2 separate regions of the Mus musculus genome follow, and region 1 is linked to region 2. A link is a contact called in public HiChIP or PLAC-seq data. All regions are on one chromosome and are shown on one strand. Each heading gives the region's core, a stretch centred on a gene start, on an enhancer-like site or on the middle of the called end of the contact. The rest is flanking DNA. Distances are from core to core; before and after follow the strand shown. Region 1 has its middle 20 kb from the start of Dad1. Region 2 overlaps Slc7a7 (solute carrier family 7 (cationic amino acid transporter, y+ system), member 7).

The links. HiChIP or PLAC-seq counts read pairs in DNA pulled down with a chosen protein or histone mark.
Region 1: a contact with region 2 is called in an H3K4me3 HiChIP or PLAC-seq map of intestinal villus epithelium, with 5 times the contacts expected there. The contact joins two enhancer-like sites. A contact is called at or near these places in 2 of 15 datasets of contacts at CTCF or cohesin (the NIH/3T3 cell line and pro-B cells), 10 of 484 Hi-C or Micro-C datasets (the AML12 cell line, CD4 single positive thymocytes, bone marrow-derived macrophages and 5 more), 22 of 115 datasets of contacts at active chromatin or transcription factors (Th17 cells, acute myeloid leukemia, bone marrow-derived macrophages and 11 more) and 4 of 9 other capture datasets (adipose tissue, embryonic stem cells, liver and 1 more).

Annotation. Positions count from the first base shown.
Region 1 is chr14:54,232,197-54,234,896 of GRCm38.p6, forward strand. No RefSeq gene overlaps it. Among named protein-coding and RNA genes, the nearest start is that of Dad1, 20 kb to the right of the region's middle. Within about 2 kb of position 1,270, at least 138 of the 459 cell types and tissues checked have an H3K27ac peak or open chromatin away from gene starts, as enhancers often do. A contact at or near this core is called in the AML12 cell line, bone marrow-derived macrophages, intestinal villus epithelium and 2 more, where this site is marked.
Region 2 is chr14:54,382,313-54,385,012 of GRCm38.p6, forward strand. The region is part of intron 2 of Slc7a7 (solute carrier family 7 (cationic amino acid transporter, y+ system), member 7); the gene reads right to left. Among named protein-coding and RNA genes, the nearest start is that of Oxa1l, 23 kb to the left of the region's middle. Within about 2 kb of position 1,424, at least 65 of the 459 cell types and tissues checked have an H3K27ac peak or open chromatin away from gene starts, as enhancers often do. A contact at or near this core is called in the AML12 cell line, bone marrow-derived macrophages, intestinal villus epithelium and 2 more, where this site is marked.

The DNA of each region.
Region 1 (2,700 bases), core at 20-2,519, 150 kb before region 2:
TCATTAGCTCATCCAAAGCAAATAAATGCTTTGAGTCAGAAAGAAGATTCACATCCTAACACTGGCAACCCAACGCTCCACCTCCCCACTTGGAGAAAGGAGACTACATCCCTGTGAGATTAGAGAACCTCACGGGATCATAGAACTTCAACAGCAGACGGGAACAGGCACTTGATACTGTGCGAGACACACAGGGCATAAGTGGGTTTACTCACCCCCTAGACAGCGAGGCTGCTTCTTATCTTTATAGCCCATGCCTACTGGGCACAGCCCAGGCGCCTAATTAATTATTTACAGAATTGTACAGACAGAGGGTCCTCTAAGGTTCAAAAGACAATATGTAGCGGAACACAGTCTCAATTCAACACTTTACATCATGCAAAGCACATTCCACAATACCGGGCTGCCCACATTAGGAAAAAAAAAAATGTGTGCTCAGACTTATAAATTCAAAATTAAGTAAGTAAAATATTTCTGTCTAGTCTGACAGAAATTCTCATTTTTTTCTTTCTCACTAAAGTTCTTATTCAAGGTAAAGGACCACACATACCCAGGGGAAAAAAAAATTTTTTTTTTTTTTAATTAGCTATCGTCTTATACTGGCTAGTTCTCATGTCAGTTTGACAGTCTGGAATCATTTGGGAAAAGGGATGTCAATTGAAAAAAGTCCCCCTCAGATTGATGGGCAAGCCTGTGGGGGCATTTTCTTAGTAACTGATGAGGGAAAGCCCAACCCATTGTAGGTGGTGCCACCCTGAGCAAGCTGGCCCTGCTATAAGAAAGCAGGCTGAGCAAGGTATTGTAAGGCAGCAGGCAGCTTTCACCCCTGGTTTGAGCATCAGCTCCTGCCTTGCATTCCTGCCCCGACTTCCCCGATTCCCCGACTGATGGATTTCAGCTGTAAACTGAAACAAACCCTTTCCTCCCATGGGGCTTCCACCCCCCACCCCACCCCATGGCGTTTTATCACAGCAATGAAAACCCTAAGATAAATCTTAAGTCATGAGGCACCCAAACACTAGCCTAGACTTCCAGTCCACAACCCACCAGAACTACAACTGAGCTAGTAGCTTCCAGGTGCTGGAAACTAGCTGATGCTGGCTGGCTTGCTGACTTTCCCAAAGAAGGGAACAAATCTCTGTCACTTCCCCCAAGTATGTTCCAACAATCATAACAAGAGCGCTTTGTGGGCCAAGATCACAGACGTGATCAAAGAGCAGAGGTGCAGGCTGCCGGGAGAGGAAGCAGGAGGAACATTTGCATGCCGTGGTGACAGGAAGTGTGTAGGCAGAGGGTGCAAAGGGCTGTTTCCCACCACTGCCGAGCAAGGAACAATGTACAGTAGTTGTGGTAAATGGCTTGCAGCCCCACAGATTGAACACAGGAAATAAAAATAACCCCCCCCCCCACACACACACACAGAGGAGGTGTGAGCTGGAAGCTGCAGGAAACAGCAGGACATCCATCCCTCAGCCCATACAGTACCTGAGTCAGCAAAACCAACCCCTCCGCCCGGGGAGCCTTGTGGAAGGCCCTTCCCTAGTTGAGGAATAACCCACGGTTAGCCTCTCTGTGCGTATGGAACTGAGAGCCACAGAGCAAGCTAACTAAAGTCTACAGCAAGCCTATGGTGCATTTTCAAATTTGAACTCAAGACCCCTGAAAGTAGTTTGTACTGTTGTAAACGGTACAAACTCACAACAAGCTACGCCTGCCGCCAAGGCTAGTCCAAGGGGAAAATCACAACCCCGAGACAAAAGCAGATCTGCGCCTGGAAACTAGTACCCGGCCCAGGTGGCTCTAAGCCACTGCGAGAAATGTAAATCTTCACGCGTACTGTTGTGACGTCTTCCTTTGCTCTTAAAGTCCGATTGCTTTTCATATCTGAAATATCTGCTTATTGAATCCAAAGTAAACCTCATCCACTTCTCCGGGGAAAGCTGCAGGATGTCTGCACGAGTGTCGAGCACACTGATCGCTCAGCCATCCTAGTGAACTTCTCCTCAGTGCTAGGCCTTGGCCCACAGGACCCCTGCCAGGTTTTGTCATTATATTGAACCCAACCATTCCTAAAAGGCTTGTTAACTCACTCTGGAGTATGTCTAGCTAAGCAAAGAGCTAATAAAGAATGGAGAGGCTCAAGCTCTGTTAAGCTTCCGGGTAGTTGCAGGATACACCCAGAGCTGGAAATGCGGGCATCTCAGACTTCCGGGTGCACACCACCACCTGGCACCGTGTTAAAATGCAAAGCTTTGCTTCTGTCGCTTGGGGGTAAGGCCTGGGAGTCTCCTTTTCCAACAGCTCCAACAGTGGCCAGTACCACTAATGGCCGACTACCCACTGAATGGCAAGCCTCAATCATCCAGGATAGGGGTAGTCAGCTACACCCGAGACTGATTTGATCCAGTGTGACCCGGGCAACAGAAGCGTGAGTTCCTCAGCCTATGGCAGCGTGCAGTCCTATGGGAGGGCTTCTGGAGCACGGGTCATTTGGTAATCAGCTTCAGGGGAACACGACAGGGCTGTTCCCCATATATGGCAAACTTACTGCTCCTGAGAGACACAGAGCTCACTGGATACAGGATGCCTAGACTTCAGCCAGCAGACGCTACTCTACTCCGGCTTTGTCTTTAAAGTGATCTCCTGTGAAGACCTATGGTCTTAAGCACAAATCTGAGCTTCATTTCCTGACCTACTTCA
Region 2 (2,700 bases), core at 174-2,673:
GGCAGGAATGAAGACATTCTAAAGTGAAACTTATATCTCTCCCCACTTTTGGCTAGCAGATCATTAAGCCGTGGTCCCAAGTAAGTTGGAATTTCCTTAGGCATCCCGTGCGTAGAAAAGAAAAGGGCTGAAGCCTGGTGCCGGCTGCAGGAAAACCTAGTGACTCAAAGTGATTTCACACAGCGTGGCATCTTCTCAGGCCACTTTGCTAGAGACATTAGAACTAAGGCGATGAGGACCAGGGTGGTGGAGACCATTCTTTTACCAGGGCTGCTTAGCTGTGCATGTCTCTCACCCTCTATTTAGACCTAAGCCTCATATTAGAATCTACTGAACCTCTTTGCTTGTTCGTTTCCCTTCCCAGTGTTGCCATACTGAGTGCATCTCCCTCTGCATCTACTCTTACTTTGTCTCTTTGAGTGGCCAACGATGCCCCAGGGTGGGCCAGCCTAGCAGGGTAACCATAGGTCACAGCATGGGACTGGAATAGACTTAAAGGACTACTTCTGCTTCGCAGAGTCTGCAGCTCCATGTCACAGGGCACTTTGTCTTGGTTCTGTTCACGGTCATGAGCACAGACAAGACAGCTGACTCACGCCTTTTCTTACAGCGACCCCGGCCAGGAGAATGCGGAGCAGCGGTTCTCAACCTTCCTAATGCTGAGACCCTTTAATGCAGTTCCTCATGCCACAGTGACCCTCCCCAAACAAAAAATTTTGTTGCTACTTCACCATTTTAATTCTACTACTGTTATGAATCATAATGTAAATATATGTTATGTAGGGTATCTGACATGTGACCCCTGTGAAAGGGTCATTGGACCCCCACGCACACTCATCGAGGTCACAACTCCCAGGCTGAGAATGTTGATATTTTGATCCCTACGGCTAGGATCACTTCATCCCTTCTGTTACCTGCCATGTTCCCCACTACTGGGGAACAACCCCCAGTCACAGACCCCCATCATGTCCCGGTCTGCTCTCTGTACTGAACTTGAGGAGGGGAGGCTCAATTTGAATGCAAAACCCTACACACAGAGACGGGAGCACTGAGAGAACCGGCTGAAGGGAGCTGGCTCACACCTTGCACAGCTCCCAGCTTCCTCCAGAGAGCCTGGCCCTGGGAACAGGAAATGAATAAGGCAAGCCTCAATGCTGACTAGGCTCTTTGTCCCCACCCCTAACAGATACAGCTGACCAGAGTCCCCAAAGCTCAGCCAAAAGTATGGCTCTTGAAGCAAAGCCCCACCTCCTGCTGCGGAGTCAGAGGAAGGAGACCTCAGGGTTAGAATAATAGGGATGGATGCAAGTTAGCCTACAGACAAAGACACCTGCCCTTCTACCCCGGCGGGTAATTCAGTCCCCACCCAATACTGAGCCAAGTCCATGGGAGGATTGCCTAAAATGACCTTTAACCTTGACCCAGCTGCTACTCTATCCCTGCAAGGCAGCTGCTGGGAAGATGACACTCCTGCAACCTGAAGAGGCACTCCAGGACAGGTCAACCCCAGCAGACACAAAGTCTCTGGGGAGGATGCTGTCATGAGGGCCCAGAATCCGCTCTAGAACAAAATGGAAATGCCCAGGTTGTTCTGAAAAGGGAAGGTGGGAGACCGATCAGTTAAGAGTACTTGCTGCTCTTGCAGAGAACCCATGTCTAGTCCCCAACACCCACACAACTAACTACCCATAACTCCGGTTCTAGGGGACCATACACAATTTTCTGATCTCTGCAGGATCCTCCATGCACACGACACACACATGCATCCAGGCACATACACATAAGATAATTTTTAATCCAAAAGTAGCAATACCTTTAGCCTGCTCTGATCAATGCCCAGGTTTAACTTCAAATAGTCTAAAGTCTCACCAACAAACTGTGAGTCCTTATCCCGTAGAGATTAATCCTGAAGCTTACAAGTTAAATGTTAATGATGCTTAGATAAGCTTCAGTACTCTCACGGGATGGGACCACAGCAGCGACAACGTACACTGTGCTGGAGTAACAAACGTTGGTCTCATTGTTCACTCTACTTTTGCATTAATATGTGCTTGCATTTTTCCACAATATGCTCTTCTTAATTCATAGAGTTCAAAATATAACAGAATGAAATTAATACCATCAAAGGATGTCAGGGAAGCCCTGTCTCCTTTCCCGCTTCTTACATGTTTTGTAATCTTTATTGGGAAAGCAAACTGCCTTTTTCTAATCTGACAATGTGTGCCACACGCCACAAGTCCAGACCGTCTATCTGGTCCTGCACCTGTTCTAGCCTTCCTGTCTGCATGTGCACCACATGAGTGCGGGTGCCTGAGAAAGCCAGAGGCCTGAGCTACAGGCGACCTGTGTGAGCCACTCCCTGTGGGTGCTGGGAATCTAACCCAGATCCTGTACGAGGGCTGTGACTGCGGAGCCATCTCTCCAGCCCTGGTTTTCCTGCACTGATGGAAGATGGCTTACATCGCAATAGCAGACCCTGTGTGTGGTGGTGTGGGTTGGCCTTTAATGCCAACACTGGGGAGGCAGAGAATGGTGAACCTCTGGTTTTGAGTTCCAGGCAGGCCAAGGGACATAGTAATACCCTGTCTCAAAGACAGAGAGAGAGAGAGAGAGAGAGAGAGAGAGAGAGAGAGAGAGAGAGAGAGAGAGAGAGAGAGTCAGAGTCAGAGTCAGAGTCAGAGTCAGAGTCAGAGTCAGAGT